Linked DNA regions of Mus musculus: region 1 is linked to region 2. A link is a contact called in public promoter capture Hi-C data. All regions are on one chromosome and are shown on one strand. The core of a region is the stretch at or near the end of the contact, and the rest is flanking DNA. Distances in the headings are between cores, read along the strand shown.

Region 1 (4,246 bases), core at 558-3,057, 760 kb before region 2:
CTCTTACATCCTGTCTGCCCCTCTTCTGGGATGTCCCCTGAGCCTTGGAGGGTGGGGTCACTCACTGATGAAGCTAGACTGCCTAGCTAGCTAGCCTTCAGAATGAGCCCATCTCTGCCCTTCCCTGCCCCCAGCACTGTTATGACAGTCACATGCCATCATGCCTGACCTTTTAGGGAGTACTGGGATCTGGGCTCAGGTTATAGGTTTACATAGTCTACACTTGACCACTGAGAGTCATCTCTCAGCCCAGTTTTGGGTTTGAGGTGGTTGGGTGGTTTTGGATTTTAGAGACCATCTCATACAGCCCAAGCTGGCCTTGAAGTGGTCACTCTGCCCCTGCTTCCCAAGTGCTGGAGTTACAGATGCATACCACAGCAGCAGGTAACAAAACATTATATTTTTTATGATAGAATGTAAATGTGCAATTATATCAATGGGATTTCAGTCACACAGATTAAATCATCAGATATATGCCAGGTTTGATAGACTATGGCAGGCTGGCAGGATCTAGAACAAGCAATCTGAGAGGGACCAGCTTCAGTACCCAGTATTCAGTAGGAATGGTCCTGCATACAACCTGAAGTCTTAAAGGGGCAGGGGCAGATTGTCTGAGGTAAAACCAGTAGATCCAACGCCTTCTGGTTCTGGAAGTTAAGAACCGTCATCTGGCCTAATCCATCTCCTTTCCCTTGGGACGTGATCGCAGTTTGAGGTGTGGAACCAGGGCCCCCCTAGTTTTTTCCCACTGCCATTTCAGCCATTCCTGACTCCCCTTCACTGTAGGATGACTCTCTCTGTCAGGAATCCCACAGCCACCACGCCTGACTGGGATCCAGGGTAGCACCCTGCTCGACCCTCATCAGAGAAGGTCCTTCTTGCAGTGGATGGAAACTAACACGGAGACCATAGCTGGACAGTGTGCAGAGAGCAAGAGACTTCAGAGCACTCGGTCCTGCGTGGGATTTCTGTGTCATATCCTCTCCTGGAGGCTCAAGGGTTTGTGTGACAGAGAAGGGGAGAGAGATTGTTAAGAGCCAGCATGATGGGTGGCTCTGAGGAAACGGTGTCTTCCAGACATGATGGGACTGGTGTACATATGAGCTCACGGAGACCGTGGCAGGAAGCACAAGACCTGCACAGGCTCAAGCCTGAAACAGTCCCGACGCCCAGAGAGGGAAGCAAACACAGGCTCCCATCCCGATCAAGAAGCAAGTAGTCCGTACCCGCTGGCAAAGGGAACCTCGGTTTTCTCATCTGGAGTGTCGCTGCGTATATCAACCACACTCCAGGGCAGGATGCTTGATCAGAAGCAGTTAGCCAGCACAAAACTGGCTCCGCGTGTGTGCACACGAGCGTGCCGCACACACTGTCAGTGTGAGTGTGTGTGGACATGTGTGTGGTTTGGTTTGAGAGAGAAAAAGAATATGAAATTGGGTGGGTGGGGAGAAGGATCTTGGAGGAGTCCAAGGGGGGAGAATATGACCAAAATATATGAAAATAAAATAAACCCTAGACTTAAAAACATACAGCCAGTTGGGGAGAGGTGTTCTTTCAGCCCCTTCTGGTGTGTACACGCCTCTTCATTGTGGACCTGTGCAGCTGAGGGTAGCCTTGACTGTGGCCAACACAAAGTGGTGAACTTACTTTAAAATAAGGCATCTTTACCATTTTTTTCAGTTTAATTTTTTTTTTAAGTTGGTTGTGCTAGAGCACAAACTTTGTAGATGACAACATCATGTCACAAGTCTGGACACCTCTCATTTGCAGGAAACTGCGGGCAGAAAAGTGGCGTAGAACCACAGAAGCATCAAATTAGTGGTCAGCCCATAACTGCAGCTGTCCTATGTTCCTGCATTTTTACCAGCTGTCTGAGACTTGCTTCCTACAGTCACGAGACGCCAAGCTGGTACAGATCCATGAGGTCGGCCACTCAGTCCCGGTCACTGTCTGCAGCCTTGAGGTTGGTCACTCAGTCCTGGCCATTGTCTGCAGCCTTGAGGTTGGTCACTCAGTCCTGGCCATTGTCTGCAACCTTGTTCTACGGGCAGGGCCCTGACATCTGGTTCCCAGCGCCAAAGTACACACAAGGATCCTGTCCCTGATGAGAAGGAGCTGGTGTCCCTTCCCCAGCATGGAGGAAGCAGGTGGCAGGTGGAAATGGTAATTGTCCTGGTAGGTCTCAGCTTTGCAGAACACCGGGCAGACCTTAATCCCAGCACTCAGGAGGCAGAGGCCAGAGGATCTTTCTGAGTTAGAGACCACTTGGCTTTTTGTAGTTCTGGGCTAGCCAGGGCTATATAGTAAGATCCTGTTTCGAAAGAAATCAGCACATTTGATACTTTCCAGGATCTGAGGTAGTAACTCAGATAAAATGCAAAAAAAAAAAAAAAAAAAAAAAGTACCTGCTCTATATTAGTTAAAAACCTGCAGTACAACCTGGGACCCCAGGTAAAAATGCAGAAAATGACTTAATAAGGCTGCCCCTGTGTTAGCCTGAGCCCCAGAATCAGGACTGAAGAACAGTTAACGATAAGTTGTTTCTTTAAGAAAGTGACCCCATAGGAGGGAAGGAAGAGTTAGGAATAGAAAGAATGAGACAAGGAGGGGGAAGCCACCCCAGCATACAGAACCCCTCCAAGCACCTGGGGCTCTGTTCTATCAAACAGGCTGATGAACTGGACCAGGTGAAACATGGAGTCTTTCATCTCCCAGTTCCCATCTCCTAGGATCAAAGAGATGCCAGGAGAAGTAAGAGAACAAGATGAAGTGTGGTGTAGAGGTAAGACACTGGGATTCCTGTTTGTGTGTTCATTTAATTCCCAGCACCCAAAACGGCACCTGACTCACAGCCAATGGGAGTTCTGTTTGCTGATTTGCAGCCCATGGGAGAGCAGTTTGAACTGACAGCTGAAGAGATGAAAAGAAATAGGTGCAGCTGGGCTTGGAACTCTCAGGGCCGAGGTTTCAGGGCCAGAAAGACCAAAGCATAGGCTTACTTGATGCCAGGAGCCGGAGACCAGCCTAGACAGTACTGTGGGCTCCCATCCCACAATGTTCTGTTTGGTGTGTGTGTGCCTGCTTGTAGCACATATTAGATCAGGCTAGTGCATAGCTGTGCGCTCCTGCTTGGAAATTCCTCTTGTGGAGCAAAGAAGGAAGCTCAGAGGACTCAGGAAATCAATGATGCTTACAAGCCTCAGGACGATCACAGAGTTAGGGCAAGATGGCTGTGCTGGTTTGAATATGCTTGGCCCAGGGAGTGGCACTATTTGGAGGTGTGGCCTTGTTGGAGTAGGAAGTGTGTCTTTGTGGCTGTAAGACTGTTTGCCTTCAGAACAAGATGTAGAACTCTCAGCTCCTCCTGCGCCATACCTGCTTAGATATTGCCTTGCGGGCTGGTGAGATGGCTCAGCAGGTAAGAGCACCCGATTGCTCTTCCAAAAGTCCTGAGTTCAAATCCCAGCAACCACATGGTGGCTCACAACCATCCGTAATGAGATCTGACTGTCTCTTCTGATATGTCTGAAGACAGCTACAGTGTACTTACATATAATAAATAAATAAATCTTTAAATAAAAAGATATTGCCTTGCTTCTACCTTGATAATGGACTGAACCTCTGGACCTGTAAGCCAGCCCCAATTAAATGTTGTCCTTATAAGATTTGCCTTGTCCAGGACAGCCAGGGCTAAAAGAGAAACCCAGTCTCGAAAAAGAAAAAAAAAAAAAAAAAAAAAAAAAAAAAGACTTGCCTTGGTCATGGTATCTCTTCACAGCAGTAAAACCCTAAGACAAGGACTCAATTAGAAAGGGATTTCCTTCCAAGTCTGACTGTGCGAGTTCAGTTCCCAGGAACTCATATGTGGAAGGAATGAAACAATTCCAGAAAGCTGTCCTCTGACTTACACACACACCAATGCACAAGCACAAATATATACATACAGTCACACAAAAATGCACACAGACAGACACACATATATACACGGACATTACATACAAATATTTGTGTGTGTGTATATATGGCACAGGGACACACATATACACACACATATATACACAGATACACACACATATATGTGTATATATACATAGACACACACAGGCATAGGCAAACATATATATGTATAGACATACAATTTTATACACACACACACACACATATATATATATATATATATATATATATATATATATATACACACACACACACACAGGCACACATATTATACATACAGACACACAAA
Region 2 (4,817 bases), core at 766-3,265:
TATTGGGTTTTTCTTTTTTTGGGGGGTGGGGGTTTCGAGACAGGGTTTCTCTGTATAGCCCTGGCTGTCCTGGAACTCACTTTGTAGACCAGGCTGGCCTTGAACTCAGAAATCTGCCTGCCTCTGCCTCCCAAGTGCTGGGATTAAAGGCATGCGCCACTACTGCCCGGCTACAGATTTATTTATTATTATAAATAACTACACTGTAGCTGTCTTCAGACACACCAGAAGAGGGTATCAGATCTCATTATGGTTGGCTGTGAGCTACCATGTGGTTGCTGGGATTTGAACTCAGGACCTTCAGAAAAGCAGTCAGTGCTCTTACTGAGTCATGCTGAGCCATCTCTCCAGCCCTGTCCTCTCTGATTTTCAGCACCTGGTTTGAGACCTGAAACCAGCACTGCTGGTGGACTGTGCCAAATTCACTTCTGGACTTGACTGGCCTGGACTCATCACTCCTGGCAGGTTGGGTATCACATCATTCCGTTCATAGCTTTCTCATTTGGATACCAACCACCATCCTGACATCACCTTGGTTCTCTATCACTAAGGTTCCTCTCCCCGTGGGGCCTTTGTGATCAAAGACCAACTTTGTTCTTATTCAAATAGTTTCTTTCTTTCCAGCTTAAAAATTGTCTAACCCTGAGTTCTGAAGGAAAAGAAACAGTTGTTTTCAAACAGAATGGCAGAGTTTTTCAGAGAGATTTCCATCCTCTAGACAAACACCTAAGAGTGCAAACATCTCTAGACGCACCTTTGGACCACAGAGTTTCGTATTTAATGAGCGTCCAGCATGTTCTAAGAAGCCAACTATGACTGTTTACTCCCTGTAACCTCAGTGGTGATTTCTTCACAGGCTGCAACCTACACACACACACACACACACACACACACACACACACACACGCACACGCACACGCACACACACACACACACACACACACACATATTGTGCTTCCAGCAAATGGCTTCTTATCACTAAGCAGTGCTTCTGCTTATTGCAAAGACTGTTTCTTTCTTTTTCTTTTTCTTTTTCATTTCATTTCATTTTGTTGTCGTTTGTTTGTTTGTTTTGGGTTTATGTTTCCCATCTGAAGCGTGTGGTGTCTTCAGCAATAGGTGTTGCCTTCATTTAAGGGATGTACTGTGGGTCTGAGCAATGACCTGTTTTGTTTGAGGTCTCTTGGACAACCCTGATCAACAACTCATAAGAAGCATGCCATGCTTGGCACTGGGGGTTTTGTTAGATAGTCTAAGGGGCTTGGGGTGTGTGTGTGTGTGTGTGTGTGTGTGTGTGTATTATCATCTAAAGTGGCATAATTTCAAATATATGTAAGTATGTATGTGTGTGTAATATATATGTAATTTTAAGTAAACATAAAGTATTGTGATTCCCTGAAGTTTTTTCAAATATCCTTAGTGTTATTTATCCCTCCATCTCTCTGTGTTCCCCTCCCTCCCCCAGGTAAGTCTCCCCCACTATCTTCATTGCCCCTTTCATAGCACCTGTGTCCTGCTAGTCTCCCTAGTGTCCCATGACATTTTAAAGACTTGCTCTAGTTTGGTGTCCCGGTCTGTGATAAAAGCCTCAATCAAAAGCAACTTAGGGGATGAAAGAAAGGATTTATTTCAGTTTATAGATCATGCCCCTCCCCCTTCTCCCAGAGAGGGACTCCAGAGCAGGAGCTCAAACAGGAACTGAATCAAGGACCAGAGAGGAGGATGCTGGCCAGCTAGCTCCCTTTGTCTAGCCTTCAGACAACTTTCCTACACAACCCAGAGGGCTATGGATCCAGGAGTGGCTCTGCCCACTGTGGAAGAGCCTTTCTATGTCAATTAGCATCAAGAAAACTCTACAGATGTGCCCACAGGCCAATCTGATCTAGATAATCCCCTACAGAAATTTCCTTGGAAGTCTGAAGCTAACAAGTTCTCCATTGTACTAAACTCTGAAGTTCTCTTTGTCTCCCGCAATCTCCACCCTTCTCTTCCCGGCTCTGACCACAGAAGTGTCACCCAAGCTCCCTTGCCAGCTGCTTTGTGGTTAGATTGCTAATGGGTATCTGCAGAAAGACGGGTGGAGAAGAGAGAACTTAAAATACTTCTTGGCCCCTCTTGCTCACATTTAGCTGCATAAACTAGCACGGAACTTCTCAAACTGGGATTGGGGGGGGGGTGTCACGTGACTGAGTGTAGAAGTCATGAAAATCAGCAACAATAAAAACTTTATGAAAGTACAGATATGAATTTAATATCAAGTAAATAAGGAATCCAGCGTTACCGACAGCACCTGCCTGCGTTGTGCCACGCGGCACCACTGCAACCCTGATTCTGAACACGTGACACACACATTCCTCGTACATGCTGTCACACCCTGCAAAGGAGGGAAACACCTCAGATTGCATGCACAAGTTGTCGGGGCATAAAACTACCGTTTCAGCGTAGCTCCACCCTGCCTCTGTCTGCTCCGCCAAATCCCGGGAAGTATTGTGCTAAATCATCACCAACTATCTTTAAATTAATTAACTGGTTTTTTTTTTTCTTTTCTTTTTTTTTTTTTTTTGTATGAGTCTTTTGCTTGTGCCTGGTGCCCATGGGGGCCACATGAGGCTGTTAGATCCCCTAGGACTAGAGTTGCAGACAATTATGAGCTGCCCTGTGGGTGCTGGGAATTGGATACGGGTCCTTTGATTCACATTTTTTGATTATTCTGTGCTATCTGTCACAGAGTTTTTAAGCACACATATAAAGATAAAGCTTTCTGTGCTTAGGGAAACACGGTGGTTTCCTTATGGAAACAGTGGCTTATAACATTTTACTTCCAGTATTCCTCAGCGTGTATCACAATATCACATTGGTTTATCTTCACATTGCTCTATGTCCCAAAAGAATCGAGAGTTCAGTTTGCTACTATGTAAATCTTCTGTCACTGATAAATGATAAAATTTATTCATCTTTTCATTAAAAACTTGCTGTGCTGAAGGGAGTCATTAACGTGGAAGATGAAGATGAAGAATTGGACTAAATATCAAGATCTGAGGCTGGGAGCCTGGAGAGATGGCCCAATGGGAAAGAGCGCTTGGTGCTCTTTCAAAGAACCCAGATTCAATTCCCGGCACTCACATGGCAGCTCAAACACTCTTATCTCTAGTGCCAGGAGTTCCGATGCCCCCTTCTGGTCCCTTGGGCACCAGGCACAAACAAAAATTCATGTAGATATTACTACTGCCTACGACGATAATAAAGTAGGTGATGACTTAGCAGAATTCTTCCGAGGATTTAGCTGAGTGGGCCAAGACAGAGCAGGGCTACATTGGGACCCTAGTTTTATACGAGCAGGCCCCTGGCTGGGAGGTTCTTGGAGGAGGCCGACTTTACTTTGCTTAAGGACAGTCTTTGCAATAACTTTCTCCTCTCAATCTTCTAGTTCAATGGTTTTCTCTTTATCTGTGTCTATGCAGGTACATTTTGGCATTCTAATCCCATTATCTGCCCAGTGACTTCTAGACAGGAGTTGGGTCTGTTGAGCTGTATATTATATACAAAACCAAACCAAACCAAACCAAACCAAACCAACCAAACACCGGATGTGAGGACTCAGTATGACCAGTTTGTTAAGTGAAACACAACCTGGTTCATGAGATACATTTCCCCACTCTAGAGCATTCTCTCCTAGCTCCTACAATGGGTGATCTGTGTGTGGGTTACCACCAGTAAGCTGTGTGCAGTCTAAACTTCCAAGAGAGTGATGGCACAGTTTGTGTGCTTGAGTGTGGCTGTGCACTCCAGGGAACAGGCGTGCACAGGTTGGTGCATGCTTGGCTGCTGCCAGTCTTGTTTGGCCTTCTGCATGACGTCCTGCATACAAAGCAATACACACGCACTAGGAACTGTGAATGGATGTGCTGAGTCACAGGCACTCTGCAGAGCCGGGATCTCAAGGTTTGGAGTAAGGTAACATTGTGAGCTAATTGGCTGTATCTCTTTGTTTCAGGCACCAAAAAAAGAAAAAAGAAAGTAACAATGCCTGCATAACTTTAATAACCTCTGTTCTTTAGTTGCTTAAGATGTTTGGACAGCACTGGCTGCCTGACAGCCTCTCTAGGAGGGCATGGACCACAGTGGGTAGCATTGCAGTCGCACACCACACCGTGTGGGGTGGAGGCTGCCTCCTGGCTCACCTCCTGGCACTGCAGCACTGCTCTGGGTGGAAACCAAAAAGAGAATGAGAATTGCTGTTCTTGACCCTAGCAGGAGACGCCTAGTTTTCCCTTTTGCTTCACTCTCCCCTTTCATTATACTTTCCAAAAGTGCTGCTGTGGGCAAAAGAGAAAACGCTGACACTCTACCACAGGCTCCTTGTCCTGGGCCTGCTGCAGTGGAGGCAGGCAGCACCATCATCACTCCTCTTCTCTTCTCTTCTCTTCTCTTCTCTTCTCTTCTCTTCTCTTCTCTTCTCTTCTCTCTCTCTCTCTCACTCTCTCTCTCACAAATGTGGTATGATGTGTAGTATATGTGTGTATGAGAGTATGTGGGACTGGAGAGATGGCTCAGTGGTTAAGAGCACTGACTGCTCTTCCGAAGGTCCTGAGTTTGAATCCCAGCAACCACATGGTGGCTCACAACCATCAGTAATGAGATCTGACTCCCTCTTCTGGTGTGTCTGAAGACAGCTACAGTGTATTTACATATAATAAATAAATAAATCTTAAAAAAGAGAGAGTGTGTGTATGGCGTGTATGTGGGTGGTGTGCACATATGGTGTATGTATGTATATAGTGAGCATGTATGTGTGATGTGTGTGTGTGTATGTGTGT

The links. Promoter capture Hi-C pulls out the DNA fragments that hold promoters and counts their contacts.
Region 1: a promoter capture Hi-C map of the HPC-7 cell line shows a contact between it and region 2, with 4 times the contacts expected there. The contact joins two enhancer-like sites. A contact is called at or near these places in 5 of 39 promoter capture datasets (the HPC-7 cell line, cranial neural crest, embryonic stem cells and 1 more) and 5 of 115 datasets of contacts at active chromatin or transcription factors (bone marrow-derived macrophages, embryonic basal ganglia, embryonic forebrain and 2 more).

Annotation. Positions count from the first base shown.
Region 1 is chr9:121,291,007-121,295,252 of GRCm38.p6, reverse strand. No RefSeq gene overlaps it. Among named protein-coding and RNA genes, the nearest start is that of Gm34655, 15 kb to the right of the region's middle. Within about 2 kb of position 1,807, at least 4 of the 459 cell types and tissues checked have an H3K27ac peak or open chromatin away from gene starts, as enhancers often do. A contact at or near this core is called in the HPC-7 cell line, where this site is marked.
Region 2 is chr9:120,526,514-120,531,330 of GRCm38.p6, reverse strand. No RefSeq gene overlaps it. Among named protein-coding and RNA genes, the nearest start is that of Entpd3, 11 kb to the left of the region's middle. Within about 2 kb of position 2,015, at least 23 of the 459 cell types and tissues checked have an H3K27ac peak or open chromatin away from gene starts, as enhancers often do. A contact at or near this core is called in the HPC-7 cell line, where this site is marked.